Regions from separate parts of the Anas platyrhynchos genome. Here region 2 is linked to region 1. Evidence: chromatin contacts called from public Hi-C data. All regions are on one chromosome and are shown on one strand. Each heading gives the region's core, a stretch centred on a gene start, on an enhancer-like site or on the middle of the called end of the contact. The rest is flanking DNA. Distances are from core to core; before and after follow the strand shown. Region 1 overlaps SH3PXD2A (SH3 and PX domains 2A). Region 2 overlaps SH3PXD2A (SH3 and PX domains 2A).

Region 1 (2,893 bases), core at 197-2,696:
TTGGGGACAAACTCTGGGTGCCCAGGGACCTTCCACAGTTCAACTCAGTGCTTGGGTTTTGCAGGTGGTAGAAACCAGACTCTCAGCTCCTTTTAGCAGAAGTCACTTTAAAAAAAGAGGAAAAATAAGCCTGCCTCTACCATGCAAAGCAGAAACACAGCACAGAGAACTGTCCTGTGACTTTGAAGTTGGGTTTCGTGTCTGTGGGGAAGGTGTGGTATCTTGATGGTGCTAATTACAAACTAGCTGAAACTCCTTAGCAGTAATAAAGTGGCTGCATTAACAGGGAGCAGGAGAGAATATTTTCCTCTTGGGGACAAAGATTCCGATGGATTTTATTCCATCGGAGTTAGAAAGCTCTACTGTGACCCGTCAAAGGAAGTTGGCTTATGAGATGCAGTTTTGCTGAATTTTCTGCCACCAGATGCTCTGCCAATGTTTTTTTCCCCCCATTTCAGAGGTATTATTTCTTACTCTGTCTCAGTAAGGCTTTTCTAAGTTTCCATGTTTCTCCCAGCAACAAAATGCATTTGAGCCACAAGACCAAACAGATGGCTGGGTCTGCTTCGCTCTTTCCAAACGAGCGCTTGCCTCAAGCTGCTGCAACCTTTTCATAGCTCCTTTGTTCTGCAGCGATCAGGAACTCTGCATTCGCTTAATTTCCTGCCAGTTCCTGTGCACTGACAGCCCCCTGTTTGTTCCTGGCCGTGCCTTGTTGTGACTGCCAGCAGAAAGGGCTAGGAAGGCCGGTTGGGGTGTGCTTTATTGCTTGCCTTCCCTGCCTTTGATCTAGCCACAGAAACTCATGCTGTTACATGCACTGCAGCCTGGGTTCAGGAGAAGGGTTTGGTAACTTTTTCCACGTCTGCTGCTGCAAAGCGAGGCTGGCACTTCATGTTTTCAATGCCAGTTGTAATTTTTCAAGCTAACGGAGGGAAAGGTTGACCCCGAGCATGATGGAGGTGTTGCAGTAAGTGACTCCTGGTGGGCAGAGGAAGATGCTGAGAAAGTGTTTGCTCTGTTCATTGGCTTGTGCTCAGCAAGTTGGCTCACTTCTGCCCAGCCTGGAAAGGAGATAGCATCCCCCATCCACCTCCAGCAGCTAAGTTTTTGGCTTAACCCCCCTGCTTGAAATCCAGCCTGTGCTTTTGAAGTACGTGTCTCGGTTCTGGCCCTCCTTTCCCACTGCCACCTGCGTACTTCTCTGGAGTGAGGTCTTGCAGAAGCGTGTTTGCAAACACTTCACAACCCATGAATGCAAGATGATGTATGGTCTCCTGTTAAATGCACACCCCTTTTGTTCACATGTCACTTCTTTTAATGGTGTTTCAAGCTCGTTCCTGTAGCCCCACGCCGCTCTGGAGCTGCGGGGAGAGCAGCGAGCGTGCTGGGCCAGCCCCTTGGAGCTGGGGAGCATCGGTCCCTCTCAGGATACAGGGCTCGGGTTTCAGTAACACAATGCTTCGTGCAACCATGTGCGTGTTCAAAAGAGCCAACTGGCTGGAGCTCCCGCGGTGACGCTCGGCTGATTTGGCAGCCGGGCTGATTCTGTCAAGTTACAGTATGGGAGTTAAGTCCAGCTTCAAATCCTCTTTCTTACCCGCTCGAGGAACTTGGGGAGGGGGGGAAACTCTCAGGGGACTTTGTGTCATTATTGGCATGGAAATGCTCGGTGATTATCAGCAGCAGGGCAGTGGCAAGGGGCTGATTATCTATCATGTCGTCAGCATAAATAATCAGTGGGCCCCTGAGCTGGGCTCCGCCTTTTGTAATGGCTCCACGTAATCGCTGCACAACAGTTTAAAAGCAAGCAGAACAGAAAAACAGCTGGACTAATCCTGACCCTAACTGATGTTGCCTTTTCTCCCTTCACTAGAAGAGAAATATGTCACCATCCAGCCGTACGCCAGCCAGGGGAAGGATGAGATTGGGTTCGAAAAAGGGGTCACCGTGGAGGTCATCCAAAAGAACCTGGAAGGATGGTGGTACATCAGGTAAAGCAGCTGCACGGCCACATTGCTGCAGAACCTGTGGCAATGAGCTTTTCTGATCGTTTGCTTAATGTTAGTACATAAGTAATTCTTGTTCGTGAGGACGCCCCTCTTGCATCTTGAAGGAATGTAAAGAAAAGGCTAAGGCCATGCTGATTAAAGAAATAGCACAGTGTATGCAAAAGCTGTAGACTTCGAGTGGGGGAAATTCCTTAACTTCTCAATGTTTTCTTCTTCCTTCAAGTTAAAAGCCCATCTCTGAGTTGATACGAGAGCCCTAACAGTGATTTCTGTTGTGTGTGATTTTAATGTGCTTCTGGTATGGGAGGTTTTCTGCAGCCCATTTAAATCTATTTATAGCAACCGTGAAAGGCTGACTGTGGTCTGCTGAGCTATTTGGGCAGGTGGTGTTATTCCCTGGGACAGAAAAGATAACTTTGGCTGTGGCCCTTTTCCAAACTTACTAGTTGATAAGTCGAATCCATCAATTTGCCTGACTTCTGCCTATCCAGATCAGGTATTCAGGCAAGCAGAGGGGCTGTGGTTGAAGGGCAGGCGAAGTTGTCATTGTGTATCTACCTTTGTTATGTATTTGAAATAGCAGTCATAGAGGACAGACTTGTGACTTAAAGGGATTTTTATGGGAAAATGTAGGTCAGGTGTGTCTAAGACAGTGGTATAAGGTGTAAGAAGTACTTAATGAGATCTTTCTCCATTTGGGTCCATGGAGCACTTGGGTTTTAGTGCTCTGTTGTGATTCTGCCCCTTTGTAATATAGACATTGCTTAGATGTGTGGACCGGGCCATACTGACACCCCATGCCTTAAAAAGGCACCACAGGTGGCTTAAAAATGCAGGTTTATCTCAGGCAGTGCAAGACATCCCAGCTGGTCATATTTCTA
Region 2 (2,893 bases), core at 223-2,722, 86 kb before region 1:
ACTGTCACTCGAAGTTTTTTATATATATATATATATATATATATATATCCTGTGCAGTCACTCCCACCCACAACCTGGTTTTCTTATTTCTGCGAGCTGTGACACATTTTTAAGAGGAGTGGTGTATTTTTAAGCTCCCGCTGTGGCATGCGATGAAGGTCGACCAGCTGAACTGGGATCTCTGAGAGACCGAGAAACAAAACCCCGGTCTCTGCTCTTCCTCTGTGACTTTGGGCCAGGTACTTGTTTTTGCTCCGCTGGCCGTTGTGAAATGCCACGGCAGCTCATCCCTGCTCTTCTGGTGCCTGAGGAGTGAGATTCACCCACATTTCTGGGTGCTCAGCTGTGAAGGTAACGTGGCCATGGCCATATGGCCCTGGCAGCATTGAGATGCTCAGAAGTGTTCACAGCATGGTCTGATCCCAGTGGTTCCCAGCCTGAACTGTGTTTTTGCTGCTGAGATGTTCCTGACTTTAAGCATTGAGCAAAACTGCTCCTGGAGACGTATTTTCAGCTTTCTTACCATTTTTTTCTGTTAGCTTTCAAGTCTTCCCAGATTTTCTTCAGGGATGGCCTTGAGCCACAGCCCCAGGGCCGGCACATGGGGTCCCCTCTGTGCATGCAGCCTCCTCTTGTGTGCCCCAGGATTTCAGCTGCTTGCTTGGCTTCCTCAATGTACTTTGAAGACCCTTCAAAGAAGGGGCAGGCAACAGAGGGGTCAGGGGCGAAGTAATGTTTGCAATTTGAACAGTTCCTCCACTGGTTAGAGAGATCCTGGAACCTGCTCGGCATGAGTTGGCCTTCAGATGCTGGGGACGAAGAGGTAGCCAAAACTCACCGACATTCCTTCTCCATCACCATCCCAGGTTTGTTTTGGTACACGCAGGGCTCTGAACTAATATTTTCACAGATCTATTGTAAAGGTGTTTCTTGGGTAAAACCAGAGCATTTTCCCTTTTCTTCATGTTTACTGGGTGAAGAGGCTTGGTGTCATTATCACTACAAAGAAATGAAATATATTCCCTACCACAAAACCTCGCATTCTTCAGTGTAGAACAAAGGCGCATAAATAACCAGCAGAGGGGACGTGCCTGACCTCTACTATATGTGGAGTTCACTGTTCCAGACCCTTGGTTTTTATTCTGGACAGTGATTTAGAAGGAAAAGCTTTTATCTAATCATGAGCTAGGCCTCAGCACAGCTCCCCAGGCACCGCTAATGGATGGGATGCACGGCGGAGCTTGAAGGATTTTATCCTAGCTGCGTTAAATGGAGAGCTGAGTTTCTGGTGCTGCACACGGTATTGCTTGCTAGATAAGGATTGTACCAGAGGGGCCCTGGGAGCTCCCTTCAAACCTCTGCAGTGCCGGGCAAGCAGGGTTTGGCTGTTTGCTCTGGTACCAGCACTGGGAGCCGAGGATGAGCTGGTAGCTGCTGCCGGAGAGCCAGCGGATGCAATGCAGGGAGGCCCTGTTCCAGGAATTAGCTTTGGTCCCAGAGGATGACTGGGGAAGAAATCATTAATAAGTAGGTTATTGGCAGCAGGACACGATTTCGCTTTCTGATTCATAATCCCTGCTGCTGCCTCTCACAGCTGATATGCCCAGATTTTGGTTTTTGACCTTGCAGTATTTTTTAGCAAGGAGAGGTTATTCAAAATAGTATGAATAGTCTGAATTTGGCTCAGTACTGGGAGCCGAGAGCAGCACAGATCTTTGTGTTTCACATTTACAGTCGTGTTTATGCACTGTGGTTGCAGCCTGGTGTGATATGCTGTGTGTCTGCATTGCCTTTGGTCTTGCTTGGCTGGACACCACGGCGGAGACCTCAGTTCAGGACACGCAGACCTCTGGGGACCGCAGGGCTGCTCTCGTTCCCCATCCCAGCCTGTAGGTGCTGCTCCACGTGGAGGAGCTCACAGCCAGGCATGGAAGGCATGCCACTGATAGGAGAGGCATCGTTCCTCCTGAGAGTGAATTCATATTATCCAGCTTCTGGCATTTTAAGTCACAAAGGGAGAAAACAGTGCACACAAGCAGACTGCAGGACATGAGCTGTGCAGAACCTGGTCGATATTCTGAGCTTGTGAGCTCCTGAGCAAGCCAGAGCAGCAGCCTAAAAGAAGGGGGTGTGATTCCCAAGAAGGGATGACATTTTCCTTCCACCCACATCTGCTAAGACATAGACACAGCGTGAACAGTTACAGCAGTAATAAGCTGCCAGTGGCCATTTACCCTAGTAAACATAGGGATCCTTCATATTCCAGGCCAGCAGTACCTGTGAGGCAGTGTGCATTTTGAAGGAACAAGTAATTTCTCTTTTAGCCAAATTAAAAGGTCTTCTTCTATAGCCAGCAGACTGGATGGGAATAATTAAATTCATTCATTATTTCTCTTCACTTTTATGGACTGAGAACACGGAAAAAGATATTGGAAATACCACACACACCCTCTTTGGAGAAGTACGAGGTGAATTAAAAGTTAATGTCTGGACTGAGAATTGTCAGGAGTTACATAAAAGGAACGAGGAGAAACTCGCTGTTTTCTGTGGGAGCGGGTCTGAACAACCTCCAATTTTGTACCTAAACTGGGCTGTAAAATTTAAGATCTACTCAGACTTTGCACTGTTTCCTAGTGTGTGATGGTACTTTTGTATTTGGCATGCCTTGATGCTTTTACATTCAGCACAATGCACTTTTGAATGTCTATAAAAGGATGACCTTCTGTTGTTTTTTTCCAGAGGTGCTTCGTTTTTAATGCTGGTCACCTTAAGAAACCAGTTGGCATGATTTGAGCTGTTTTAGTGCAAGTAAACAGGCAGGTATTTGAGGTCAATATGATTTTTTTTTTGATTTGCCTTTTAATGGCAGTGCTGTTAAACTTTGTTTCCTTCC

What was found. Hi-C and Micro-C count contacts between places; a contact is called where the count stands out from the background.
Region 2: a Hi-C map of subcutaneous adipose tissue shows a contact between it and region 1, with 3 times the contacts expected there. The contact joins two enhancer-like sites. A contact is called at or near these places in 5 of 8 Hi-C or Micro-C datasets (F1 follicle, liver, skeletal muscle and 1 more).

The regions. Positions count from the first base shown.
Region 1 is chr6:28,718,149-28,721,041 of IASCAAS_PekinDuck_T2T, reverse strand. SH3PXD2A (SH3 and PX domains 2A) reads left to right here. Exons shown (of 15, transcript XM_072039762.1): 11 at 1,877-1,994. Among named protein-coding and RNA genes, the nearest start is that of NEURL1, 170 kb to the right of the region's middle. Within about 2 kb of position 1,446, at least 1 of the 8 cell types and tissues checked has an H3K27ac peak or open chromatin away from gene starts, as enhancers often do. A contact at or near this core is called in subcutaneous adipose tissue, where this site is marked.
Region 2 is chr6:28,803,915-28,806,807 of IASCAAS_PekinDuck_T2T, reverse strand. All of the region lies in intron 5 of SH3PXD2A (SH3 and PX domains 2A), which reads left to right. Among named protein-coding and RNA genes, the nearest start is that of SH3PXD2A, 130 kb to the left of the region's middle. Within about 2 kb of position 1,472, at least 1 of the 8 cell types and tissues checked has an H3K27ac peak or open chromatin away from gene starts, as enhancers often do. A contact at or near this core is called in subcutaneous adipose tissue, where this site is marked.